2 separate regions of the Sus scrofa genome follow, and region 1 is linked to region 2. The links are chromatin contacts, called in public Hi-C maps. All regions are on one chromosome and are shown on one strand. The core of a region is the stretch at or near the end of the contact, and the rest is flanking DNA. Distances in the headings are between cores, read along the strand shown.

Region 1 (7,251 bases), core at 969-3,468, 220 kb after region 2:
CAATTACCATCAATCAAGGAGCGCTTATTAAGTGCCTGTCTGAGCTGTGGTTCCTTCTCTGTGTCCCATCCCCTCAATCTGGATTTTTGGGGAGGTAGTATCTACGCTTGAGCCAGGTGAGAGTGTCACCTCCCTGCCCCCAATCCTGGGTGGGATGGAATAGGGGCAGGTCTTCAGCTGCTCCAAAGAAGGAATTAACTACCATGCAAGGCACACAAAGCTGGAGAAGGGAATAACAAAAGGAGCCTGGAATGGGGGTGAGTCTGCTCCCCCTCCCCAAACCTTCCCGCTCTTTGTCCACCCAGGATTAGGTTAACCCCTGGTATGCCGGACCAACCAGGCCCCAGGGAAGCTGTCCTTTTGCTGGGTTCCGGGTGTGGGCAATATGGAATTGCGGGGTTCCAGAAGCCCAAACCCTGGTGGTCAGACAAGTAAGTGTCAGAGCCTGAGCTTCTAATATCTCCTGCTGGCCTTCCAGGAGGTCCAGTGTGAAATAAAAACCTCTCACTCTCACCAGAACCTCCTGCTGGGGAGGGACTTGGTCACGCCTCTTTGAAAGGAGCAGGGACACCTGGGTGCCCTGGAACTTACCCCCACCCCACCCCCCACACACCCAGCAGGGCAGCACTCCCAAGGGTGCAGGGCTGGGGGCACTACGGTGCCGGCTTTCACAAACCGCTTGCCGAGCCATCAGCCACTCGCCACTGGGAGACGTTTGCAGCGCCCTGGCGGTGAGCGGGCGGCAGACCTGGTGCAAAAGTGAATGAGGCCAGGTTTCTGCCTTCCAGGAGTGCACCCCGGCCCCACAGCTCGGCAGCCAGGCGGGCCCCTCAGATAACAAACTGCCCTGCAAGTCTTGGGCATCGCAGGCATCTCCTCCCTGTGGCTGCCAGCGCCGCCAGATTCTACATTCTTGCCCCACGCAGACCTGGTCTCTCTGGACTCCGACCCCTTATTTTGCCACCTAAGGCCAGGGCCACGTGCTCCAGGCAAGCCCCCACCCTACCCCGCCCCCCTCCAAGGCCCCTGCTAGCTAAGGCGGGAGGTTGTCTCAGGTTTCTTCCACCAAGGCTGGAGGAATGCCCCCTCCTCGCCCCCAGTTCCTGCCGGGACCTGCGCTGGTGTCGTTAGCTACCGTGGGAGCTGGGCAGGTTCCCCGGGGACACAAAGGGTTAAATCCAGGCAAGGGGACTCGGTCGGATTTGCCTCCTAAACGCATTTTCCAGTTCATTCCCCAGCACAATACGCCCGGGGCCGGTCCCAGCCTCCGCCCCCACCCCACCCGTCAGCGAGGCCACCGCGGGCCACCCCTGGGGTCGGGCGTCGGGTTAACCCCTTGGCCGCCAGCATCTCGAGGAAGGACACGAGGGGCACCCTCGGGAAAGTGGGTCATGCAGCCACCTGGCTGGCACGAAGCCCGCAGCGCCTCTCCCGGGGAGAGCCCACCAAACTGGGATTGGAGTTCCGAGGCTAAGCCCAGCCCCGCGCAAGGCGGGGAGGCTGCGATCCCGCGCGGCCCGGGCCTCACCCTCCGGGGAAGGAACCGCAGGTGAGCGAGAAGCCGCCTCTGCCGCAGGAGCCGGCTCTCCGCGCCGGTGGTGGGGCGACGCGGTGCGGGAGGGGGCTCAAGCGCCCGGAACAGCCTGGCAAATGGGCGGACTGGAGAAACGAAGCCCCCCTGCCATCCTCCAAGCCCAGAGCCCACCAGCGCCGAGACTGACGCCCTCCCCCTGGGGCTGTTGTCTCGTACCCCGAGACGGTGATTACGGTGATTATTTTGCATTTATGTAACATGCAGTGTTTCCAAACTGCTTCCCGAGCTGAGAGCTGGTTATTAAATAAATAGAACGCTATTACATATTATTATTTTTGTGTGAAAAACTGCGCGGAGAAAGTGCTTTCTTGCTATACAGAGACGTGCATCCGACTGCTTCCCTGCAGGGCTGGCTGTTCGGTTCCTCGACCTCTCTTTCTCCGCCGTGCCACCCGCACCCCCCTTACCTAAGCCGTGACCCAACTTTTCTGGCTCCTTTCACTCCCTACAACCCTGACGTGCCCGCCATCCAGCTCCCAGCCCCTGGGAGGCAGTGGATGGGAGGAAGGGGGGGGGGGGTGGAAAGCAGAGGCGGAACGCGCTTACCTGGGAGGAAGAAGGCGGTCAAACCTAAAGCGAGTCCCCACCAGCGTCCAGCGGCGCCCGCAAGCCCCATCCGAGCCATCGGGGTCCGGGGGTCCGGAGAGAGGAGCCGCGAGGAGAGCGCTCCTCGCTCTCCAGAAAGCAGCCCGGAAGACGAAGGCGATCCCTGCCGGCCGGCGGGTTCTCGGAGGATCCAGGTCAGCCTCAGCCGTCGGCCGGGGCGGGGTGGGCTGGGTGGGATCCGCGCGGCCGCAATCCGGGCCCCGGGCCGCCGCCGGCTCAGAGGCTCGGCAGATGCCCGCCGCAAGTTGCACGAGTCATGCCCCCTTCTCCTCCTCTGCTCTCCTCCCCGCGCCGGTCCCCGCCCTCTTCTTCCACGCAAAGCCGGCCTGGGGAGAGGGACCCACCCCCGGCGCGCCCGGCTGCCCCGCTGCGCGGCGCGGGCTCCCGGCCCCCGGCGCTCTCACACTCTCCCGCTCGGCTCCAACTTGCAGGCATCCATGGCCGGCCGTCCTCCGAGGGCGGCGGGACAAGCGAGGGCGGCGGGTCGAGTGGCGCGGTGAGCTCGGGGCCCAGGCGGAGGGGGCGATCTGGCGGTGCGGCTCCGCGGGAGAAGAGCAAGCCGGGGGTGCCGCGTCCCTGCCGCGCTGCTGCGGCTCGCTGTGCCGGATCCCGGCGATCCGCAACAATGTGGAGCTGCTCGGGCGCCGAGTAGAGCCTCGCTTGCTCCTCTCCCTCTCTTTCTCTCACTCGCCGAGCTCCAGCCTCTCAGCCGCTCTCCCCGTGATGTCAGCCCGAGCGGGAGGGGTTGGCGTTAACCCCCTCCTGGCTCCCACGCGCGGCCCGCGCTTGGCCCCGGCCTCCGCCTCACCGCGCACACCTTCCGGCCCGAGACGGAGGCGGGTCCCCAGCGAGGGCCGTGGGGTCGCGTTCAGGCCCAATGGCTCGGGAGATGCCCCTTCGGTCGCCTTTCCGCGGGGAAGAGGGCCGGAGGGCCAGCCGCCCTCCTCTGTCGCTGACAAAGGGAGGCAGTGACCCCTAGCGGCCAGCGTCGGGGGAGAAGCTGTTGGGTGGGGGTGGAGTTAGGGCCGGGTGGAGGCGGGGCGGGGAGGGGGCACTGTGGAGGAGGGGGCGTGCAGTATGGAGAATCCAGGACCCAGCAATGTCCGAGCCCAAAGGGCTTCTACAAGCCCTCTCCTCCGACCCTCGCCCCATTTTACAGATGAGGAAACAAAGGCGCAAAGACTGGTAAGGCGACTCGCCCAGGGGCTCGAGCAGAACGTGGCACGGTTTGGACTAGAAACGAGTAGCCTGAGCTCCCTCTCCTCTGCATCACGGAACGCTAAATGAAGAGGCAGCTATGCGAGGACTCTCCGGAAGCTGCCAGAAATGTCGGTGATGGGCATTAGTGGGTGAGATCGGGTCACTGAGGTTTCTGGTCTTTTCTAATTCACGCTCCCTTTGGGAGTTCCTTTTCCAAAACCGAAGCCCCGCCTCTCCCTAAATAGTGCAAGAAATTGAGCTCTGTCCCCTTTGCAGAACTTCTGTTTTGAGGGATTTGCAGGATTCCCGAGAAAGTGACCCATCCAGTCCGCGTGGGTAGCAAGGCAGGGACTCTCCACATCCGGGTGTGCTTGGCTTCCTGCCAAGGCGCCTGGGCCCTCTGGGCTCTTGGCAGCCCAAGCCTGCCCTCTGTTCCTTTCCTGTGGACCCTATCCTCTCCCCCAGGAGGAGGCAGACAGACAGACAGACAGACAGAGTTCCCACTATGGAGGAGAAAAATGTTCTCCCCAGACTCCTGACCAGACAATGCTCCCTTTGCCCATTGCTGCCCTTTGCCCAGCAGGCAGGAACGGAAGGGAAGTGGTGCGTTCCTGATAAAATGTAAACGCTAGTTCCTGGGAGTAGGAACAGCAGGAGGATGGGCAAAGAAGGCACCCCTTGCCCACTCTTTGGGATCTGTTCGTGGAGTGTCTCTTGGTTTCCTGCTGAGGTCCGCAGACTAATTCAGTGCTCACTGAACACTCGCATTCATGTGCGCATCTTTTACGTTTAACAAATGCTTTTTTTGTACCAAAGACCATACCAAGCTTGGGGATACAGAGATGTCATCATTGCCCTAAGGGCACTCAGTCTGGTTGGGGGGGGGGCGTGTGTGGAGACAGACAGAAGCAGATGTTATAAACAGGCATTTAATGTGCGTGGTGTGTTCCAGAGATGCACACACAGCATTTGATGGGTCTCAGAGCAAATGCCCCGTTCAGCCTGGGGTGGGGTGAGGATCAGGGGAGGCTTCTAGGGGGAAGGGACACAGGGGCTGCGGGAGTCATTTATCAGACATGTGCTGGAGGGCAGAGGCATTGAGGAGGCTGGATTCAAGGTAGCTGTAGCCTGAGCCTAAGACTTGGGGAAAGGTGAGCCCTACAGTGAATGAAATGCCATGAGCCACCAGGAAGGTTTTATGCTGGAATGCCTTATCAGTGTGGCTTGTGGTCGTCCAGTCTGCCCCTAAAGACTTTAAGGATCAGAGCTGGATTGAGTTCACGGCAGTGGTCTCAGACGCTGCCTTTGAATACTTGATTCATTTCCCACTGGGCTGTTGTCTCCTCCAGTGCAGGCACGTTGTAGGAGCTGAATGGATGGGTGAGGGGGAGCAGTTCCCCCAAGGCCCACTGGTTCCCTGCTTCTGTTCTCCTACCTCTCCATCCTTGAGTAAGGCGTTTTTGACCTTCTGCTCTTCAATAGGCTTCCAAAGAGACTGTGTCTGGCGGTTGATATGGGGGCTGCCTCGGGATGGGTTGGGTGGAGAAGATGGAAGTGGGTAAATGAGAGCGTATGCTTGTTCCCTCATCTTTAAACAAGTCCCTGAAACATGCAAAGCACCACCATGAGTGCCAGGTGTGTGTGTGTGTGTGTGTGTGTGTGTGTGTGTGTGTGAGTGTGTTGTGGGTTGTAGTGGGCAGGAAACGGAGCCAGGAATGGGCAAATAGAACTAAGATAGAGCTTGCTTACTCAGATAGATGAGTCATTGAACAAACATATTTTTGAGCACCTACTATGCTATGTATCGAGCTAGAACCAAGACCCTACTCAAATAATTCTAAGATGGAAGTTGTTAGCTACCAAAGAGAGCCCTCAACTGCCTGCATCTAGCAGAGAGAGTGAGTGCTTCTCACAGTGGAGAGCCAGGAAGTCTTCTGGAAGAGGTGGCCCTGAAGGGTGGATCAGATTCAGACCAAGGGGAATGGAGGAGGGAATTTCAGCGGAGGGAACAGCTTGTACCAGGACATGGAGGTGGGAGCGGTCGGGGGCCCTTTGGGAACAACAGGCTCTCCAGTTGTTTTGCATTTTGAAGATGATAAGAAAAAGAGACTGAGAGGTGCAATCAGACTGTGAAAGATCTGGAATGTTTCTCGCAGTGGCAGGAAGAAGCACAGGACCAAGCATCAGGAGACTAAGTTCTGGTCCCTACTCTTAAGCTGGAAGGAAGCCCAGGAGTCATTCCTGCTTCTTCCTTTTTCTTCGACCACCACATCCCAATTCAAAAACAAATGTTGAGTGTGCCTTCATATACGTCTCTTTTTTTTGTCTTTTTAGGACCACACCCATGACATATGGAGTTTCCCGAGCTAGGGGTCGATTTGGAGCTTCAGCTGCCAGCCTACACCATAGCCACAGCAATGCGGGATCCTAGCTGCGTCTATGACCTGACCTACACACAGCTCATGGCAATGCTGGATCCTTAACCCACTGAGCGAGGCCAGGGACCGAACCCACATCCTCATGGATGCTAGTTGGGTTTGTTAACCTCCGATCCACGACGGGAACTCCCTCCGAATATGTCTTAAGTCTAGGGACATGGCTCCATTTCTACGGCTTCTCCCTCGTCCGTGCACTCATGATTTCTGCCTGAGGGGATGGGATACAAAGTAATGGTCAAGCACGGGGGACTCTGGAGCTAGACTGCCTGGATTTGAATCCTTAACCCCTGGCTCTGCCACTCAGTAGCTGTGTGTTCTCAGGCCACTGACTTAACCTCTCTGTGCTCAGCTTCCTCATCTGCAAAATGAAGGGAAATAAAGTACTTAGCTCATGGAGTTGTGAGGATTAAGTGAGTTAAACACATTAAGTGCTTGGAACAATGCCTCATGTACAGGAAGAACTCTTTCAGTGTTAGTCATCATCATTACTGTAATCTCTCTCCCTGAATCCAGTTTGCTCCTCTTTGCCAGGGTGTCAGAAGGATATATATATATATATATTTCTTTCTTTTTAGGGCCGTTTCCAGGTTAGGGGTTGAATCAGAGCTGCAGCAGCTGGCATATGCCACAGCCATAGCAAAAAATAGATCCGAGCTGCATCTGTGACCTATGCTGCAACTTGAGGCAATGCCGAATCCTTAACCCACTGAGTGAGGCCAGGGATCAAACCTGCATTCTTATGGACACCATGTCAGGTTCTTAACCCACTGAGCCACAGTGGGAACTCTGCATATGTGCATTTTAAAATCTTTAAATTGTGAAATAGTTTTGGATTGACAGAAGAGTTGCAAAAGTGGTACAGTTTCCATTCATCCTTCATCCAACTTCCTCCAATATTAATGTTTTATGTAACTGTGGTCCCTTTGTCAAAACTAGGAAATAAGCATTGGTATGATACTATTAACTGAAGTACAGAATTTATTCAGATTTCTTGTCTTTCCAATAATGTCTGTTTTATGTTCCTGGATCCAAGCTACAACACGACTGCATTTGGCAGTGGACCCTCTTCTAAGACAAATGATTAGGTCCTAATGCCTGAGAATGCTTCCTTGGCCAGCCAGCCTCTGAGGCCAGTGTCAAATTCTCAGCAAGGCCAACGGGGCTGCCTGCTACTGCAGCCCTGTGTCACCCTGCTCCAGGGCTTTGAGCAGGAGCACTGAGCTTTCCTGGCTTTCCAGCCACCAACCTCTCTTCCTTGGCCTTCACCCAGGCTGTTCCATCTGCCCTAATGCTCTTCCGCTTCTGTTGACCAGCTACTTATCTCTCCTTTAGGGCTCAGTTTACACCTGTCGCTCCCTCCGTGGAGCCCACTCTGCCCTTCGGACCAGGTGAGTCCCTTCCTGTACAGTTTCA
Region 2 (6,359 bases), core at 1,486-3,985:
AGTGGGTGATCACAGCTACTGTTCGCTGAACACCAGCTATGGGCCCGGCCCCACCTGCACATGCTTTAGACACATTCCTCATGAGGCCGCACCCCGCCTGCACTCAGCAAGAGAAATGACATCGCTTCTTGGGCATCCAGGGAAGTTGTTTCAAGAGCTTGAGAGGAATTCAGCTCACTGGGAGGAAGAAGTGACGAAGTGTCAGCTCTGTCCCGAGCGGGGCTGGGCTACCCCAGGAGGGGCTGGGCTACCCCAGGAGGCACGCAAAGGGCAGAATTCATTCAACCAGCATTTACTCAGCTTGCACCTCGTATAGGCGCACAGAGGCCGGGGTCCAGCCGTGACCAAGACAGATGCGGTCTGCTCCCCTCGGAATGCACCCTCTTCTGCATGGTGGGCACGGAGACCGAAGTCAGTGTTGAGAGCATGTTGCCATCCTGACGGAGGCTAAGGAGGGGGTCAGAGGGTGTTTCAAGCTGTGGGGGCTTCAGGACAGGACAGGAAGGAAGAGAAGGCCTTCTCCGAGGGAGGAGCCTGCCTGGCGGGAGAGAGTGAGAGGTGGTGATGGGCAGGTCTGACATCGCTGAGGCTGGAGAGGGCGGCTGGTTATCAGGGTTGCACTGACTGTGGCGAGGACTTTGAACTTTGCCCTGAGAACAATACAAAGCCCTGGAGGGGTTTAGGCGGGGGGATGACATGAGTCTGTTTATGTTTTCAAAAGACTGTCCTGGGAGTTCCCATTGTTTCTCAGTGGTAACAAACCCGACGAGCATTCGTAAAGATGCAGGTTCTATCCTTGGCTTCGCTCGGTGGGTTAAGGATCCAGTGTTGCTGTGAGCTGTGATGTAGGTCGCAGACATGGCTCAGATCCTGCATCACTGTGGCTGGGGTATAGGACGGCAGCTGTAGGCAGCTGTAGCTCTGATTTGAACCCTAGCCTGGGAACTTCCATATGCTATAGGTATGGCTCAAAAAAGCAAAAAAAGGAGTTCCTGTCATAGCTCAGTGGTTAATGAATCTGACTAAGACTTGAGGTTGCGGGTTTGATCCCTGGCCTCGGTCAGTGGGTTAAGGATCCGGTGTTGCCGTGAGCTATGGTGTAGGTCACAGACGCGGCTCGGATCCCATGTTGCTGTGGCTCTGGTGTAGGCCGACGGCTACAGCTCTGGTTAAACCCCTAGCCTGGGAATCTCCAATATGCCTTGGGAGTGGCCCTAGAAAAGGCAAAAAGACCAAAAAAAAAAAGCAAAGCAAAGCAACGAGACTGCTCTGGCTGTGGTGTTGAGGGTGTGGGTAGCAACAGAGAGCAGCTTGGAACCGGTCACAGGATGGATGTGAAGGATGATGGTCCAGGGAGGGGGGCAGGGCGGAGAGCCTGGATTTGAGTGTGGGGCAGCGTCCACTGGAAGCTGACGGGTCTGGGTGTGGTCCAGACTGGCTGAGGGGTGCTGGGTGCCCAGGTCACCCACCACCTGAAGATCAGGGGTTAGCGCTGGGCACATAGAATGTTAGGTCCCTGAAGACATCCAGGAAGAGATCAGGAGAAGGCAGGTGGCTAGACTGGTTTGGAACTTGGGAGACATATCTAGGCAAAAGACTTAATTTGAGAACTAAGTCTAGGTAATGGGAAGGAATGTGACCACTTAGGAAATATGCACAAAGGAGAAAAGGCCTGAGACGGAGCTTTGAGAAATATCCACACCTGCATGATAGTCATTGGAAGAGGACTTTGAGTTTTCTCGTCTGTAAAATGGATATGATGATGCGAGTTGCTGTAGGATAAGGTGAGATGATTACATAAAGTGTTTGACCTGGTGTCGGTGCTCTTTGATGGATCTTGGGTGGGTAGCACGTTTCTATAGTGGCCTTCCTCCTGGCTTACATAGGTTTATTAACGACCCTTCAAAAGATGTGACCAGAGGCCTGGACTTTATTGCTGCTGTCCGCCGTCCTCCACCAGACAACTGGTTCTGTTAATACAACCCAAGGTTGCACTTGTTTTTGGTTTTTTTCTTGCTTAGGGCTGCTTCTGCAGCATATGGAGGTTCCCAGGCTAGGGGTCGAATTGGAGCTGTATCAGGCCTACACCACAGCCACAGCAATATGGGATCTGAGCCACATCTGCCCCCAGCTCATGGCAACACCGTATGCCACTGAATGAGGCCAGGGATTGAAGCCGTGTCCTCATGGATACTGGTCATGTTGGTATCCTGCTGAGCCACAACGGGAACTCCCCCAAAGTTGCACTTGTGATTTTTGTTCTGCAGTCTGGTGTTAAGCGTGGATACAAGACCATTGTCTCTTCGTGAGTGATGCTTTGAAACCAAGAGCCTGGAAGGTCAGATGTAAAGGAGGGGACCAAGTCCTGTGGCAGGAGCCAAGGGCAGTCTTCAGACCCAGCAGACCAAGCATCTGTTTGCGTCCTTTCCAGAAAGAACAGGGAAATTAGCCAGCATCCCCCCTGTCCTCAGGCATGTTGTGCTTCGAAGGCAGGGGTCAGGAAATGGAGAATGAGAAGGTGACGGGGAATGTGGAGGGCAGGGTCAGGATTGAGGAGATGCTGAGATGAGGAGGGGTCTCCAGCCTAGAGTGTGGATGCTCTGGGTTCCCCCGTCCAAGTTTCTTACACCTTCCAGTGAGCAGACAGCAGCTGCTTCTGATGGATGGAGTCTGCTTTTGTTTTCGGGGAGCTGGCTGCCGGGCTGGCTGGTGGGCAGTGGCTGGAGCAACATCGCCCCCTCACGGCCTTCTCTTGCAAGTGCAGTCAAGGCACCCCACCCGATTTCTTCCCAGATCCATAGGCTGTCTCTGGATCAGCCGATCAGCTGATTTTATAGTCCTTGGCAGCCTGTCCTGTGTACCTAGGAGTGTCCCTTTGCTTTTGGCTTCTGTTAGCTGTCACTGCCTGGTGTATCTCTGTCCTGCTTCCTTGGGCGGTCTGTGATCAGCATGTCTCTTTCCATCAGTCTCCACCTAGGTCTCTATTTCTGTATCTTCTTCTGTCTCTGCCTTGCTTCCTGCCCCCATCCTCTGTCTCTGTGTCCTGGAGCTGAGGTCATGGCTGCCTTCCCCCCAGAGCTGGAGTGATTCTTGGTCTTTTTAGCTTTTTCCTCGATGAGTCAGGAACTCCTGGAGGGCTGAGGGCTGAGGCTCCACCCAGCAGTGGCCTCAGAGAGGATGCAGGAGTTTGAAGGAGCCTCGGGCTGGGCTGGGGACTGTGACAAGAGATTTTTTCCAAAATACGCTCATGGGGCCAGCGGGAGGCTGGGCGCATTCCTGTGGATGTCTAGGAAGCAGAACGAGCGAGCGGCTGGCCACCAGTATGGAGCGGGGCTCTTTTGGCTGCTGCCTGTGCCCAGAGCCTATCCACTCTCTTCAATCCTCATTTTCTGTTGCCTCAGGGCCTTTGCACAAACTGTTTCTCCTTGAAATCATCTCTCCCCCAAGGCCTTAGAAACCGACTCCTTCAGGGAGTCCTCCCGGATTCAGTGTCTGAGTTGGGGGCCCTCCTCTGTGCCAGGGCAGTGTCTTCTCCTTGGTTTAACATTACCTGCTGGCAGTTCCATCTCCCTGACTTGTGTGGCTGTTCTGGAGAGGGGTCGGGGTGGGAGGCAGGGAAGCAGCAAGCCCCGGGGACCAGAGGAGGGGGAATGTGGACAACCCACATGGTAACACCTCCTCCACCCCTCCTTGTTCTGCTTGTCATGTTCTTTCTTCCCCCAGGTTTTTCAGGGTCTTTGTGCCAGAGGCCATCTCCTGTCTGGCCTCTGGCCCAGGAACAGGCCCTGAAGAGTCAGCGGGGAAGGGCTGCCTGTCTGCCAAGTCCTCTGAGTTGGCAGCACAGGGGTGGGGGCTCCCTGTGGGCAGCCCAGGGGTGGGGGGCCGGGGCACTTGTAGCCTGAGTCCTCTCTGGGGGAGTGGCCATGTCTCAGCATGGTTGTGCGGCATGGGGCCGGCAGGACGGACAGCCTTCCCGCAGTCTCACATTTGTCGTATATTTGCGGCAGCCTGGAGCTGTCCCCAGGGCCTCCCTGGTGCCTTGCAAGAGGTCGGGGCCTGGCGCTCCCAAATATATCCCAGGGGAGGGAAAGGAAACACTCGGAGGGTGACCCCTGGTGCCTGAGGGCGAGGGGCCCACCCCCCTTTGTTTATTTATTAGTGGGTCACTTGGACCTTCTTTGAAAGCCGAGGCCTGCCACTGGAGGCCGCATGACCCCCGATGGCGCTGGGGGCTGGGGGCTCTGTTGAGAAGTGATGAGGCTGTGTGGGTGGTGGGAGGATGTGCCGGGTGAGGGAGGGCTCAGGAGCTGATGGTGAATCCACTGATGGAATCTCGTAGCCCAGGACCCCTTGCATCTCAGACCTGAGGCCGCTTACTGCTTTGGAACTGAGGGTTGGCTCCAGAGCTGAGGCTGGAAGCCCAGGGTGGGGCAGGACAGGGCTGGGTATTGTACCTGGGTCCCAGCTCAGGATCCCGGCTCACTTAGAAGTGATGCAAGAGAAGAGGCATGGACTTTCGACCCAGGAGTTGAGTTCAGGTCCCAGCTGGTGACCCAGGCCACGTCACTGGCCTCTCTGGGCCCCAGGCCCCTCATCTGTGAGGAATGGGGAGGTCGATACCTGCGGGACACTGTGAATGGGTGTGTGAAAGTGCTGAGGGGTCCCCTCCCTCCTCCTTCCATTGGCTCTCTGTCCCCCAGGTTGTCCAGGCACTTTCCAGCTGGGAGGACAAGTGCTGTGGGAGGGCTCCCCCAGCTGCCACAGCCCACGGGGACCAGGAGACACTGCTGAGCCCCACCCCATCCCCCGTGTCTGTGAGTCACAGGCAGGCTCACCTGGCTGGTGCCACATGCAGCCACCATGTGCCTCCCATAAGGTGTGTGCCCTCCTCCACTGTGCAGCCACCTGGATGCCAAGACTCTTTTTGTGGACAGGAGAAGCCCATGAAGCTGGGAAGGGTGTCCCCTGCTGAGCCCATGGAACAGGGTGCAGGCTGTTTTCGCCCAGAGCCATGTTGGTGGACTATGTCAGGTGAAATGTCTACACCTGTGGCTGGGTGAGCCTTGCAGTCTTAGCTCCTCAAGGCCCAGGAGCAAAGATATCTTGGAAGCTCTCCTATCTTCCTGCTCTGGCCCTTGCAGTCCACCACCCCGTCTCCCCACCGGGGTCAGTGCTGCCTCCTCTCTCTCTTCCCTCCTTCCTTCCTCTTTTTTGGGCCGCACTTGCAGCATATGGAAGTTCCCAGGCTCTAGGGGTTCAATTGCAACTGTAGCTGCTGGCTTACATCACAGCCACAGCAACGTGGGATCCGAGCTGTGTCTGTGACCTACACCACAGCTCACGGCAATGCTGGATCCTTAACCCACTGGGGGAGGCCAGGGATTGAACGGACATCCTCATGGATCCTAGTCGGGCTTGTTACCGCTGCGCCACACAGGAGCTTCCTCCCCCCCATTAAAGTTTTATTGACGTATAACTGATTTACAATGTTGCGATAATTTCTGCTGTACAACAGAGTGATTCAGTTAGACACATACACATAACCATTCTTTTCCAGGTTCTTTTCCCATATAGGTTATCACAAAATACTGGGTATAGTTCCCTATAGTTCCCTGTGCCACACAGCAGGTCCCTGTTTACCATCCTTCCCATACACAATAGTGTGCATGTGCCAATCCCAAACCCCCAATTCATCCGCCCCCCTCACCTGTCCTCTTTGGTAACCATAAATTTGTTTTCTTAAATTATCTATGAGTTTGCTTCTATTCTGTAAATAAGTTCATTGGCATCTTTTTAAAATAAAGATTCTACACATAAGTGATATCATATGATGTTTGTCTTTCTCTGTCTGACTTATTTCACTCAGTATGATAATCTCTAAGTCCATCCGTATTACTGCAAATAGCATTATGTCATTCTTTTTATGGCCGAGTAATATTCCGCCGTATATATGTACCACATCTTCCTTACCCATTTGTCTGTTGATGGACATTTAGGCTGATTCCATGTCTTGGCTATTGTAAATAGTGCTTTAATGAACACTGGGTGTATATATACTTTCAAATTATGACTTTTTTCTGGACATATGCCCAGGAGTGGGATTGCTGGATCATCTGGTAGTTCTGTTTTCAGTTTTTTAGGGAACTGCCATGCTATTTTCCATAGTGGTTGTATCAATTTACATTCCTACCAGCAGTGCAGGAGGGGTCCCTTTTCTCCACACCCTCTCCAGCATTTGTTATTTGTGGACTTATTAATGATGGCCATTCTGACTGGCATGAGGAGGCACCTCATAGTGGTTTTGATTTGCATTTCTCTAATAATTAGCAATGTTGAGCATCTTTTCATGTGTTTTTAGC

Evidence for each region. A called contact is a pair of places that touch in the nucleus more often than the background predicts.
Region 1: a Hi-C map of embryonic fibroblasts shows a contact between it and region 2, with 9 times the contacts expected there. The contact joins the promoter of NECTIN1 here to the enhancer-like site in region 2. A contact is called at or near these places in 2 of 5 promoter capture datasets (fetal liver and liver), 25 of 47 Hi-C or Micro-C datasets (adipose tissue, alveolar macrophages, brain and 15 more) and 1 of 2 datasets of contacts at active chromatin or transcription factors (skeletal muscle).

The regions. Positions count from the first base shown.
Region 1 is chr9:46,888,407-46,895,657 of Sscrofa11.1, forward strand. NECTIN1 (poliovirus receptor-related 1 (herpesvirus entry mediator C)) reads right to left here and starts at 2,219. Exons shown (of 6, transcript NM_001001262.1): 1 at 2,141-2,219. The coding sequence starts at 2,219.
Region 2 is chr9:46,670,681-46,677,039 of Sscrofa11.1, forward strand. It overlaps a transcript of LOC102161637 not described here. Among named protein-coding and RNA genes, the nearest start is that of THY1, 64 kb to the left of the region's middle. Within about 2 kb of position 2,736, at least 21 of the 83 cell types and tissues checked have an H3K27ac peak or open chromatin away from gene starts, as enhancers often do. A contact at or near this core is called in adipose tissue, embryonic fibroblasts, omental adipose tissue and 3 more, where this site is marked.